Linked DNA regions of Sus scrofa: region 2 is linked to region 1. The links are chromatin contacts, called in public HiChIP or PLAC-seq maps. All regions are on one chromosome and are shown on one strand. The core of a region is the stretch at or near the end of the contact, and the rest is flanking DNA. Distances in the headings are between cores, read along the strand shown. Region 1 overlaps SLC28A1 (solute carrier family 28 member 1). Region 2 overlaps ZNF592 (zinc finger protein 592).

Evidence for each region. HiChIP or PLAC-seq counts read pairs in DNA pulled down with a chosen protein or histone mark.
Region 2: an H3K27ac HiChIP or PLAC-seq map of alveolar macrophages shows a contact between it and region 1. The contact joins two enhancer-like sites. A contact is called at or near these places in 9 of 47 Hi-C or Micro-C datasets (embryonic fibroblasts, epiblast stem cells, fetal skeletal muscle and 4 more) and 2 of 2 datasets of contacts at active chromatin or transcription factors (alveolar macrophages and skeletal muscle).

What each region holds. Positions count from the first base shown.
Region 1 is chr7:52,625,103-52,631,037 of Sscrofa11.1, forward strand. All of the region lies in intron 8 of SLC28A1 (solute carrier family 28 member 1), which reads right to left. Among named protein-coding and RNA genes, the nearest start is that of SLC28A1, 25 kb to the right of the region's middle. Within about 2 kb of position 2,174, at least 56 of the 83 cell types and tissues checked have an H3K27ac peak or open chromatin away from gene starts, as enhancers often do. A contact at or near this core is called in alveolar macrophages, where this site is marked.
Region 2 is chr7:52,756,861-52,762,795 of Sscrofa11.1, forward strand. ZNF592 (zinc finger protein 592) reads right to left here. Exons shown (of 11, transcript XM_021098901.1): 4 at 3,119-5,381. The coding sequence starts at 5,362. Among named protein-coding and RNA genes, the nearest start is that of ZNF592, 34 kb to the right of the region's middle. Within about 2 kb of position 2,166, at least 3 of the 83 cell types and tissues checked have an H3K27ac peak or open chromatin away from gene starts, as enhancers often do. A contact at or near this core is called in alveolar macrophages, where this site is marked.

The sequences.
Region 1 (5,935 bases), core at 924-3,423:
CCTTCTAAGCATTAACTAGCCACCCAGCCATCCTGTGGGCTATGGTAGAGAAGCAGGACCTGAGTCTACCACTGTTGTTTTTTGTTTTTGTTTTGTCTTTTCAGGGGCTGCACCCATGGCATATGGAGGTTCCCGGGCTAGGGGTCAAATTGGAGCTGTAGCTGCTGGCCTACACCATAGCCACAGCAACATCAAATCCAAGACAAGTCTGGGACCTATAAAGACAAAAAGACAAAACAAACAAACAAAAAAACTTCCTCACATCCAGTCCCTTCTTTCCAGCGTCCTGACTCTCCCCCAGTGATTCCCCACTGTGGTCTGACTTAAAATCGCAGGGACTGGCAACAATTTCAGCGTCCCTCAGCAGAGGACTAGTTTGAGAACCTGCAGTGTGGCCATACAGCGGTGCATGCAAAGTCAGGAAACAGGAAGGAGGAAGCTCCCTATGAGCAGTTTGGGGATGATTTTCAAGGTAGGTTGTTACATGAAAAAAAGGGAAGGTGTAGAACAGGGCGGATGATGTGCTGCTTTATGAGTAAGAAAGGCGGGGGCAGCATTGCATGCCCTACGTGTGTGAGTGCGGGTATCATTAAAAGGATATGCAAAGGACCAGGAAAGATGGCTGCCATGGGGAGGGAACTGGGTGCCTTTGGGGTCAGGGGTGGGAGAGAGTCTTGCTTTTCACCATAACCCCTTTCGTACTGCTGGAATGTGCTACCTGTTCCAAGCAGCTTTATTTTTTTAATTTATTTTTTTTTAGGGCCGTACCCGCGGCATATGGAGGTTCCCAGGCTCAGGGTTGAATCCGAGCTGTAGCTGCCAGCCTACACCACAGCCGCAGCCACACAGGATCCAAGCTATGTCTGCATCCTACACCACAGCTCATGGCAATGCCAGATCCTTAACCCACTGAGCGAGGACAGGGATCGAACTCGCTTCCTCATGAATACTAGTCAGGTTCGTTAACCGCTGAGCCACGGCAGGAACTCTCCAAGCAGCTTTAAAACAACAAGTGATGCAGAGCTGGTAAGAACATCAGAGCATTCTTAAAGCTAAAATGTTAAATGGGGAAACTATAATGTTAAAAGCATAGAAAAAAAAAGGCTGGGAAGCCTACACCCACATAGTCAGTTCGTTGCTTCCGTGTGCTAGGACTGTGGGACTTTTGCTTCCTTCTTTCTCCATTTCCAATTTCTCATCTTCTCCTATCATTTTCTATACAAGGTGGATGCTTCTCAAGGGAAGACAGCATGGCCAGAAGAGAGTTTGGAGGAAGCTCAGCAGCTCGGTTTGGGACTTGCTGGGTTTGCAGTGCTGTGGAACACCCATGTGGGATGTGGAGTGGCTCAGAGGAGAGGTCGGGGCCAGGCCTCAGTTCGGGCCTCGTCAGCACTGACATGTAGGTTGAGGCTGTGGGCGGGATGTGATTCACTGAGCAAATTGCCCTGAGTGAGAAGAATAGTGACTGAGGACAGGGCCCTCGGGTCAGGAACCCTGCAGGGGGCGAGAGGAAGTGGGGGCGCATGGAGGAGATGGAGAAGAAAGAGAGAGGTTGGGGGACACCCAGGAGAGGTGTGAGACAGAAATTGAGGGCAGCTTTTCTAGAAGGGATGGTCAGTCAGCTGTGCCAGGATGTCAGCGAACTCTGGAAAGGTAAGGACTGAGATGGCCCTTGGGCACCTAGCGATTTGGGGTCCCTGGTGACCAGGATGAGAGCAGTGGCCAGGGGTCAGTGAACCAAGCAGAAGAGGGAGAGATGGCAGGCTAGGCAGATCTTTCAAGAGGCCTAGCTGTGCAGGAAGGAAGAGGGGCTGGAGGGGGCCAGGGGGAGGAAGACCTGCTATTGTTTTCTCAGAAGGGAGAGTCTTGAGCAATCAAGTTCAAGCTCCAGTTCAAAAGGAATTGGACTATGGAGTGGTCTGTGATGAGCAGAGACGGTGGCCCAGGCAGCACCCCTGGGGAGAGAAACAAGCCCTGCCTTCCCCCTTCCCTTTCCAGATGAGGGCTGCAGGTTTTATCTGGACCTGCTCCACTTGGCATCTCTGTCACCAGCTTCACTGCATGGAAATGTCACCTGACAGGGAACACAGGCACTGGGTGGAGAAACCCTTTTCCTGCCCCTGACTCCTCCCTGCCTCCGGCCCGGGCTTCCTGGTGCTGGACACACCCCCAGCACGAGGAGTGGTGACGGCTTTCTGCTCTCCCTTGCAGTAACACGCAGAGAAGATCACGTACTGTCTAGACTGCCTGTCCAATTTATCAGGCAGGCGATGGCTCAGCAGCCTGGCAGGGTTGCTGAGATGGCCGAGGCCAGGAAGTTGAGCGGGGGATCTGACCGCAGAATTGAGCCTTTCTCCTGGCAGCAACCAAGGGACATTTCCTCTCTGTGAGATGGGGGTGTCTGATGGAAGGGAAGCTCTGACTGTCCAGGGAGAGAGGAGGATGAGTGAAAGAGAAGAGGGGTGATTTCTAAGGTGGGACATTTAATACTAGGTAAGGTCCCTGAGGCCAATACGCTCTCCTGCCTCAACCCAGGAAATCCCCTTGGGACCTTGGTATGTGAGATGGCAGAAGACAGGGCAGGCAGCTGGAGAGCCTGCCTTTGGGGAGGGGTAGAAAGTGCCATGAAGTCCTGCTCCTCGTGTACTGTGCGGTCCTGCTATGAGCCAGGTACCCAATATGTGGTGATTCATGGATCCTCAAAGCAACGGAGGCTAATGTCAATTCACTGCACCAAAGGGCACACCGAGGCTGTGAGATACTGGTTACCTGCCCAGACGGACAGAGTACCTCCTGGCCACGAATCAGATTGCTGAGGCCCTGCCATGACCCTGAGGAGGTTTGTTCTGGAGCCAGTCCTGGAGCCTCATTTCTTTGTCTTTAGGAGAGGCAGCCCTGCAGGGGAGCATCTTAGCCCGGGGCACAGCAGCCCCAAGGGCGTGCCCACCACTGCTCCATGGAAATTTAGAGCAGGCTGGTCTACTAGTACTAGTGCTCACCCTCACTCAAGGGAGAAGGAAATTAGAATGCCTCTAGGCCAGTGGTTCTCAAAGTGTGGACCCTGGGCCAGCAGCTTCACCTGAGGATTTATTAGAAATGCATATTTCTGAGCCCCAACCCAGAGAGTTTCAGATTCAGTAGGTCTGGGGTGGGCCTGAGAGTTTGGCCTTTCTAGATATTGCTGGTTTGGACACTGTCCTCTAAGAATCACTGCTCTAGAGTCTAGACCAGACCCTCTGAGCCAACTCCATCTTCCCAGGAAACAGGCTCCGAAGGCAAAACTAAACCCACCAAGGACCTGGCCCTGCTGCCTCCTCTCCCTGGAGGGAGCTAAGCCAGAGCTTCTGATGACTTCCTGAGACTGCTTGGCAGTCCCCAAACCCCCAGCCCTCAAGGCCTAGACCCTGTACACAGAGCCCTGTCACTAGCCCCCAGCCACAATGAACCACAAAATCCCAGAGCTGGAAAATTCCTCAGAGGGGATGGCTGCAATATCCAGCCTGCCACCAAGAGCACAGGAGGGAAGAAGGAACTTACGCTAAGGTCAGATAAATTAGGGGGACATGCCTCTTTTTTTTTTTTTTTTTTTTTTTTTGGTCTTTCTAGAGCTCCACTTGAAGCATATGGAGGGTCCCAGGCTAGGGGTTGAATCAGAGCTGTAGCTGCTGGCCTACACCACAGCCACAGCAGTGCAGGATCCCCGACCCACTGAGCAAGGCCAGGGATCAAATCTGCATCCTCATGGATGCTAGTCAGATTTGTTTCCACTGAGCATGATGGGAACTCCGACATGCCTCCTGACTTCCTGCTCATGCTGTCCTTTCCCCCAGAATGGCCTCACCGCTCTGCCCCTCATGCCTGTCTCTGTGTAAGTCTCCTTCTGAGGCCTCTGCAGATGCCACATTCTCCTAAGATCGCTCCAGTTCCATCGTCCCATCTCCCTCGTTTCAGCAGCCACCCCATTTCCATTTACTTTCCATTTCTTCCTCTGAAAATCCTGCTCACTACAGTTACACCTTAATTATTAGATCCAGTGGCACATTTTCGTCCTTATCTGATCTTTTTTATTATTTTTGGCCAAATTTGGCACTGATAACCATTGGGGATTGCAGAGTATGCACCAGGCAGACACCCCGAAACCCTTGGGAGGTGAAAACATTTTCTCTCTCCCTAGGGGTTCCTCAGAGAGAATATTTAAGCAGCACTGCAGAGTTAGGGAGTGGGTGCATGTTCTAGAGGTTGGAGTGATGATAGGGAAGGAACGAGTGAGTGTGTGCTCCAGGCTCAGCCAGAACCAGGAAGGATGTGGGAGCCTGGAGGGAGGTGATCGTGGGGGTGGAAAGTTACTAGAAGGGAGATGGAGCCAAGGCAGAATGACTAATCAAGATGATGCAGCCAGGAGGTGGCTGCCACGTTGGCTGTGCCAGGGGAGATGGAAGGCTGAAGGAGTCCCAGGCAGACTCAGCTTCCTGGAGAAGCGATGAGCTGGACCGTGGCCCAGCAGGAAGCAGCTTGGATTGTGAAAATCTAAGCTAGCTCAGAGACTTCCCCAGGCAGACATGGGCCAAGGCCTTGGACTTGGTCCACATGATTCATGGAAAGAACAGAAAGAAAACTCCTGAGTCTTCCGTTCGATTCAGCATTAACAAAGCCACTCTCAGCTTGAGGACAAGCCCCAAGCTTGACGTGTGTGTGTGTGTGTGTGTGTGTGTGTGTGTGTGTGTGTGTGTGTTCGTGCTCATGCACGCATGTGGGGGGAGGGCAGGGTGTGAAGGAAGTTTTGTGATTAGTGAACCTTGTTGAGAATGGGAACTCTGTGGCCATGGAGCATTGGTCTGAAATCCACCCTCATTCCCACCTGCCTTTGCTAAGGAGGCCACTCGCTAATACACTAACTGGAGAACAGAGCCTCCAGGGGCCAGGGAACAGTTAGTGTTTGGCTAGGAAATGCTGAGCCTGGTTAATGATAAACCCACCTCCCTTACTGCTTCTCTCTTGACTGAACATCCAATCTAAAAGTCTTTTTTTTTTGCTTTTTAGGGGAGTATCTGTGCCATATGGGAGTTCTAAGGCTAGGGGTTGAATTGGAGCTGCAGCTGCTGGCCTACACCACAGCCACAGCAACACAGGATCTGAGCCACCCGCGCCACAGTTCATGGCAACACTGAATCCTTAACCCACTGAGTGAGCCCAGGGGTTGAACCCACATCCTTATGGATACTAGTCAGATTTGTTTCTGCTGCACCTCAATGGGAACTCCCAGTCTCAAAGTCTTTAGCAACCATTAATAGATTTCAAATTTACCACTACTGTTATTAGGGATACTTTCAGTATTTGGAAGGGACACATGATGTCACTGACTTCTACAAGTATGAGGAAGAAAACATCACATGACTGCCAGTACAACAACTCGGTTCTATCCCCAGTTCTGACTTAACTCACTGCAAAATTGTGCCTAAGTCACTTCCCCTCTCTGGGGGGTGGTTTGACCACCTATAATACAAAGGGGAGGCCCAAAGATCAATGAGCTTCCTCCCAGCCCAATGGTCTACGAGTCCATGGGCCCAAAGAGTGATCCAGGGAGAGAGGTAAGTAGCAGGTGTGTGCACATTCTTGGAAAAAGGGAGGAAAGACACATAGCTAACACTGACGAGGGGATGGACATAGCAGCAAGCTGGGTGATACTTTCAGTGCTGGAATGGGAGACAAGGCGGGTGGGGTCTCTGGTGGACACAGCTGCTTGGACTGCCCGGTGTCCCTTCCATTACTTCTTTTGGGAAAAAGCTGTTTAATTTTTTTCTCTCTTTTTTTTTAGGGCTTCACCCCAAGCATAGGGAGCTTCCAAGGCTAGGGGTCAAATTGGAGCAACAGCTGCGGGCCTACACCACAGCCACAGCAACATCAGATCCAAGCCACGTCTGTGACCTACACCACA
Region 2 (5,935 bases), core at 916-3,415, 130 kb after region 1:
GTCTGTAACCCACAGCTCACAGCAACACAAGATCCTTAACCCTCTGAGCGAGGCCAGGGATTGAACCCAAAACCTCATGGTTCCTAGTCAGATTCATTTCCACTGTGCCACGAAGGGAACTCCCTCAAGAAGGAATTATTAATGGGAATTAAAATTATTAGGTAAAAGATAGGAAATTCTAGGAGTTCCCTAGTGGTCTAGTGGTTGGAGTTTTGGTACTGTCACTGCTGTAGCTCCAGGTCACTGCTGTGGCACAAGTTTGATCCCTGGCTTGCCTCAGGTGAGGCCAAAAAAAAAAAAGGAAACTTTATAAGGAAAGGATCAAAACATCACTAACCTAAACTCACTGATCAAGTTTAGCATTATTAAAACTGAGACAATCAGGCACTCCGTGCCTCCCTGAAGTCATGAATTATGAAGAACATGGTATTCCCACTCAAGACTGAACCTGAATATAATCAAGTTTTATTGCTAACTTCAAGCCTACAGATAAAATATGGGATACAGAAGAATAAATTAAGTACATGAAAAATTCTCAAGCAATTAATCAAACCCAGAATTGTCTTGGAAAATTCTCAGGACACATGACCCAGTTTCTTCAACAAATAAGTGACATGAAAAAAGGTGGGGGGCAGTTTTCTGGTGGGTGGAGTAGGGAAGAGATACTGTTCTAGACTGAGAAATTTAAAACATATAACAAACAAATACAACACATGGTCACATTTGGATCCTGATTCAAAACATACGCAACTGTAAAAAGACAATTATGGGAGTTTCTGCTGTGGTGTAGTGGGTTAAGAATCCGATTGCAGAGGCTCAGGTAGCTGCAGAGTTGCAGGTTTGATCCTGGCCCAACCCAGTGGGTTAAAGGATCCGGCATTGCTCCAGGTGTGGTGTAGTTTGGAGCTTTGGCTTGGATTCAATCCCTGGCTCAGCAACTTCCATATGCCGAGGGTACGATCATTAAAAAAAAAAAAAGACAATTATGACATGAAGGGGAAAAGTTGAATATGGACTTGTATTAGGTAATATTAAAGAACAGTTATTAATTTTGTTAGATGTGATGTTGACATTATAGGTAAACAAAAGCTTAAGAACAAGAAAGAGTCTTTCCAAACAGACATCTGCCCAACAAGGTGGCTTGGAATGTAAGGGGAAGGACCTCGCCAGCTACTGCAGAGGGAGGCATATCCAGTTCAGATTCTCAGGAAGATGTCAAAGCCCCAGACGTGCTGTCTAACAGTCCCTCCCCTAGAGTGAGTGGAGCCCAACCCCACCCCACCGGTTCACTGCCTGCCTCTGATATGGCCTGAAGCCTGATACCATCTTAAGAAACCCAAAGCCAACAGCCAACAAGGCTAGATTGCAATCCCAGAACTCAAGCCTTACCATTTCCCTAAGACTCTGAGGCCACACCTAATGGCAGGTTTTGTGAGGGAATAGAGCTGGACTGAGAGAATCCCCATGGCCTTCCTGGATACTCTCTCCCTTTCCCTCTGGTCCAGTTCCCACTAGAGAATGACATGGAGACGACGCAGGATGAGAAGGATGCTGGTCTGGGATCCTACACACAGACAGCAGCCCGCTCAGGCATCAGGCCTCCACTGGCAATGGTTCTGATCACATGCCTCAGAAGAAGTGCTCCTGCCCAGTCCACCAGGCTGGCACAGCAAGACTACCCACCCCCCACCCCCCAAGTAAAGGGCCTGGGGGCCACACTGCACTTGACTTATCAAAAAGAAAATGCAAACTGCAACAGAGAAGGTGAAGATGAGAGGCAACAGCAACTTATGGCACCTTGCTGGCCCCTGCGCAGGGCTGCCTACCAAATTCTACCTCCTGTCTCTTCCCCAACACTCCCTAGGCTAGCCTCACTCCCACCAACCCCCTGCTCCTCACAGCACTGTGCCCTTTCCCATACCTTTATTCCCTATACCTCGAACACCCCTTGCCCCTCTATGTCTTTCAAACTCATCCTTGCAGGTTCAACTTACACATCACATCCACAAGGCACCTTCCCCACGCCCAGAACCACAATGAATGAATCCCCTGAGGAGCTCTGTGCAAATGTGTTTGTAAGTCTGTTTTAACCCCAGTCTTAGCCTGCCTCACACTGTAGCAGTTAGGGTGGGGAGCCCTGATGAGCCACTAGGAGCTCCTGGAGGAACAGTCTGACTTCCTCCTGCAGGCATCCCCGCCTCCGTGCACACCGTGGGCACTCGGAACACATGTGCAGAGGGCATCAAGACACCAACAGGTGCCCAGGCCACTGTGAACTCAAGTAAAAAGAGCTACTTTACTTTGTTTCTAGGCCTCTGTGGTTCTAGCTCAGGAAGGCCTGGTAAGGGGGTGGCTTGGCTAAGTCGTGAAGAGAGCCACCTGGAGAAGGAAGAAAAGCGCCATCTGGAGGCCTGCTCCTTCACAAGACTATGCTAATGCAACCACTGACACACAGGGGGCCAAAGACTGTTTTCAGCATGGAATGCCTTCAAACACATACATACACAGATCTCATCAAGTATAACCAGGGATCAGAACAAGAGATAATAGCAGTCGCTTTCTTAGTGGTGAGAACAGAGATGAAAGGAAGAAACCCCAAGCCTTTGCCTCAGGGTCCAAGTGTCAGTCTACTCTCTTTCCTTCCACAGCAACCCTGCCACTGGCCCTAATACCACAGGGATACTGCAAAACCATCTGTGTCTATGTGGGGCACCACAGCTTGGTAAAGACAATGTCCTCAGAAGTTCCGACTGAGATGCAAGCACCTACCTCTGCCCCCAAGTTCTCTGGGCATGCGCAAGGACTATGCTGACGGCTGTCAGGGACCAGGGGCCATTCAGCAGGGACCTAGCACAGGTTCAACACTGGGCCCTGGCAGCCCACTGGAGTGGGAGTTGAGTGCCCATAAACACACCTCTTAAATCTTCAGGGTCTCCCCTCAGTTGTGGGCAAGATGCTTTTCCCAATAAACACCAAGCATTACATATCCATCAAGCCAGATTCCTCTTCTAAGGCTCTTAAGATGCCATCACTGCCCCATCAATGAGCTGTTCTCTCCATGCCCAAACACGGGACCTGTGTGAACCAGGGGCTTATCACAGAGAGACGGTCTGCTTACCAGCCCCTCGGTTTCCTCCGTCATCCTCTGGAAATGTGCAGCCATAGCCATGTAGTCGCGCATCTGCTTGTGACATTCGAGACACTTGATACTGTGCCGGATGAGCCTCACAGGATCTGGGTAGAGCGGCAAAGCTGGAAGGGGAAGGCTGGCATTGCTCGAAGTGAGGCCGTGTTTGGGGGAGGAAGGAGGAGCTGGGGTTGCTGGTGCCGTAGAGTTCGAAGGGGCTGACACGAACATTTGGTCCGCAGAGATGGGCTTCACGAGCAGCTGAGAGCACTGCATGACGAGCCCCTTGCTCTTGTGGTCACGGGCGTGCCGGAGCAGGCTGCACTTGTTGAAGAAGAGCAGCGTCTGGGAGCACAGTGTGCACAGCACCTCGATGTGGACGCTCCGCCGGCCGTAGTGCTGGCTCAGGCTCTTCTCTAAGGCAAAAGCGTCCCCACACTCCAGGCAGCAGTACCCACTGGCCGGCACGTGGATCCTGCTGTCCGCGGGAGGGCTGAGATTTGGTGCATAGAGGGGCACAGGGTTGGAGCTATGGAGGACCTTGTTGAAGACCTCTACAACCAGTGGGGCAGCCTTTTTCACCTGGTGGACTAGGGGCACCGACATCTGGGTGAGCTGCGGCTGGCTCCGCCTCTGCACTGAGGACTTGGCTGTCACTGATGCGGCGACACTGTGGGGGACCAGATTCAGGTTGGCCAGGTGCACGGCTTTGGGCAGGAGGTTGGCAGGGGCCTGGGCAGATGTCTGCAGTGCTGTGCTCTGCTGCTGCTTCTTGCCCATCTGTGCCCCTGCAGCAGCCCCCTTTGAGCCTCGGGACCCAGAGCTGCAGCAGGAAGATGAAGATTCACTGGGTTTCATCACACTCTCATCCCCCTTTGTGTCACCCTGGGGGCTCCCTGAACTTGTGCCCACCTCAGCAAAGTGCTCTTCTCCAGGCATGGCAGTGGCCTCATCCTCTGCCACCTCACTCGGGGCTTCAGCAACAGTGCTTCCTAGGGGTGACCCAACAGGGGACTTACTGGGATCATCAGGGTCTGGCAGGATCCTTGTGACAGTCCGTTTGATTTCCCCTGATGATGTCTTAATGGTTTTGATTCTGACTTTGGGAATCGCTGGTGGAGAGCTGGCAGCCACAGAAGGGGAGCCTTTGCTGCTGCTGTCACTGCAGATGCTCCGAGGGCTATCCGATGGCTTGATGCTTTTTCTAGTGGCCTCCAGAGGGCTCCGGGGACTCTTTGGTGACTTGGGCATTTGGGGGCTGCCTTTGGAGCCCTCTTTTGTGGGCCCTGAGGGATCCTTTGTGTGGCTAGACTGATCTTCCTTGGTGACACTAGCAACTCGTTTGGCTTGCAGGGCCACCAACGCTGCAACACAAGAGGACAGCTTGGAATGAGCTGGCTTCAGACGCTGCCTAGGGGGCACTGATGAGCAGGTGCCGAGCTCTGGGCCAAGTCCCTTAGGTTCTCCAATGCTGTTGCCAGGGTGGCTATTGAACTCCAAAGCTTCCCCAAAGAATCGACTGGCATCCAGCTCCTTGTGAGGGTCCACTGTCTTCTGCCCACCTCGCTCCTGCTCCTGCTGACTCCCCAAGGGCAGGGGTTCAGGCTTGGGTTCCTTCTTACAAAAGTGATCAAACATATGCAGCTCTGGGACTGGAAACTTAGTCAGAGCCTCCAAGACTGGGCCCCCCACAGGTCCACACCCAGGAGGGGGTGGGAAATAACTGTCAGAGTGCTTGGGCTTTATTCCAAACCCATTATCTTTGATGGCATCCTCGGGTTCTGGGCTAGAGATTGGACTGAACTGGTTAAAAGTGGGTAACGGCTCTGACTTGGAAGGTTCCAGCTTGCCAGGGAAACTCCTGGTACTATCTCCATTCATGAAAGTGGAATCAAACTTCCCACAGTTGTGGCCTAGGTTGTGGGGATCTGGAGGAAGGTCTGAGCCCCGGAAACCATTGTGCAGGAGGCTTGGAGCAATATGGTCTTTCTCCGCTTCAAACGACTCCTGGCGGCTGGTGTTCTTGACAATAACACTTACCGCCGGCACATCTGAGGCTGATCCTGAGTGAGACAAGGACACATTCTCATCCATACACATGCCTGTAGGTTTGAGAGGACTCTCATTCTCCTCACTGGGGGTCTGGATGGCCTCCTTGGCATCAAGACTGGTGGGGTCTGGGATGTCAAAGGCAGCCAGAAGGTCATCAAAATCTGGAGTTTTCATGTCCCCCATGGCTGGATGCTGGCAAGGGCTATAACAAAAACAGAACAGAATCAGTGATCACCAGGATCCCAGCAGGCTCTGTCCAGCATCATCTTCATCACATACCCATCACACTAATACATGCAGCCAGCACATCCACACACAAATCCCCATACTATGGGAAGTCACACATCTGAGTTTTACCCCAACAGGTTCCCAAAATGCTGGGGATGTTGGGGGAAGAGGGAAAAGAAAAGTTAATATGTAGTGACAAGCTGGCCTGGCAGGCTCTAAACATCAATACCTGGAAATTCCTGGTTGGTTACATAGCCAAAAAGAGAGTACACTCATGCACACTCTCAATTTCTCCCGGAATACTATCGTTCTGTGACCATAAGCACTAGCAAGAAACCAATCACTCAGCCCATTACAAAAATTAAAAAATTAAAAAAGACACAGCTCAACACTTCCTTTCTTTAGAGAACTTCTAATTCATATGTGAGACTTGGCTATAACTTCTGCAAATTTACTTTTAGTGATTAATCATTAACTTTGTATAACTTGGGTTTTTGCTACAGGAATTCTATCAAATCCGAAATGATT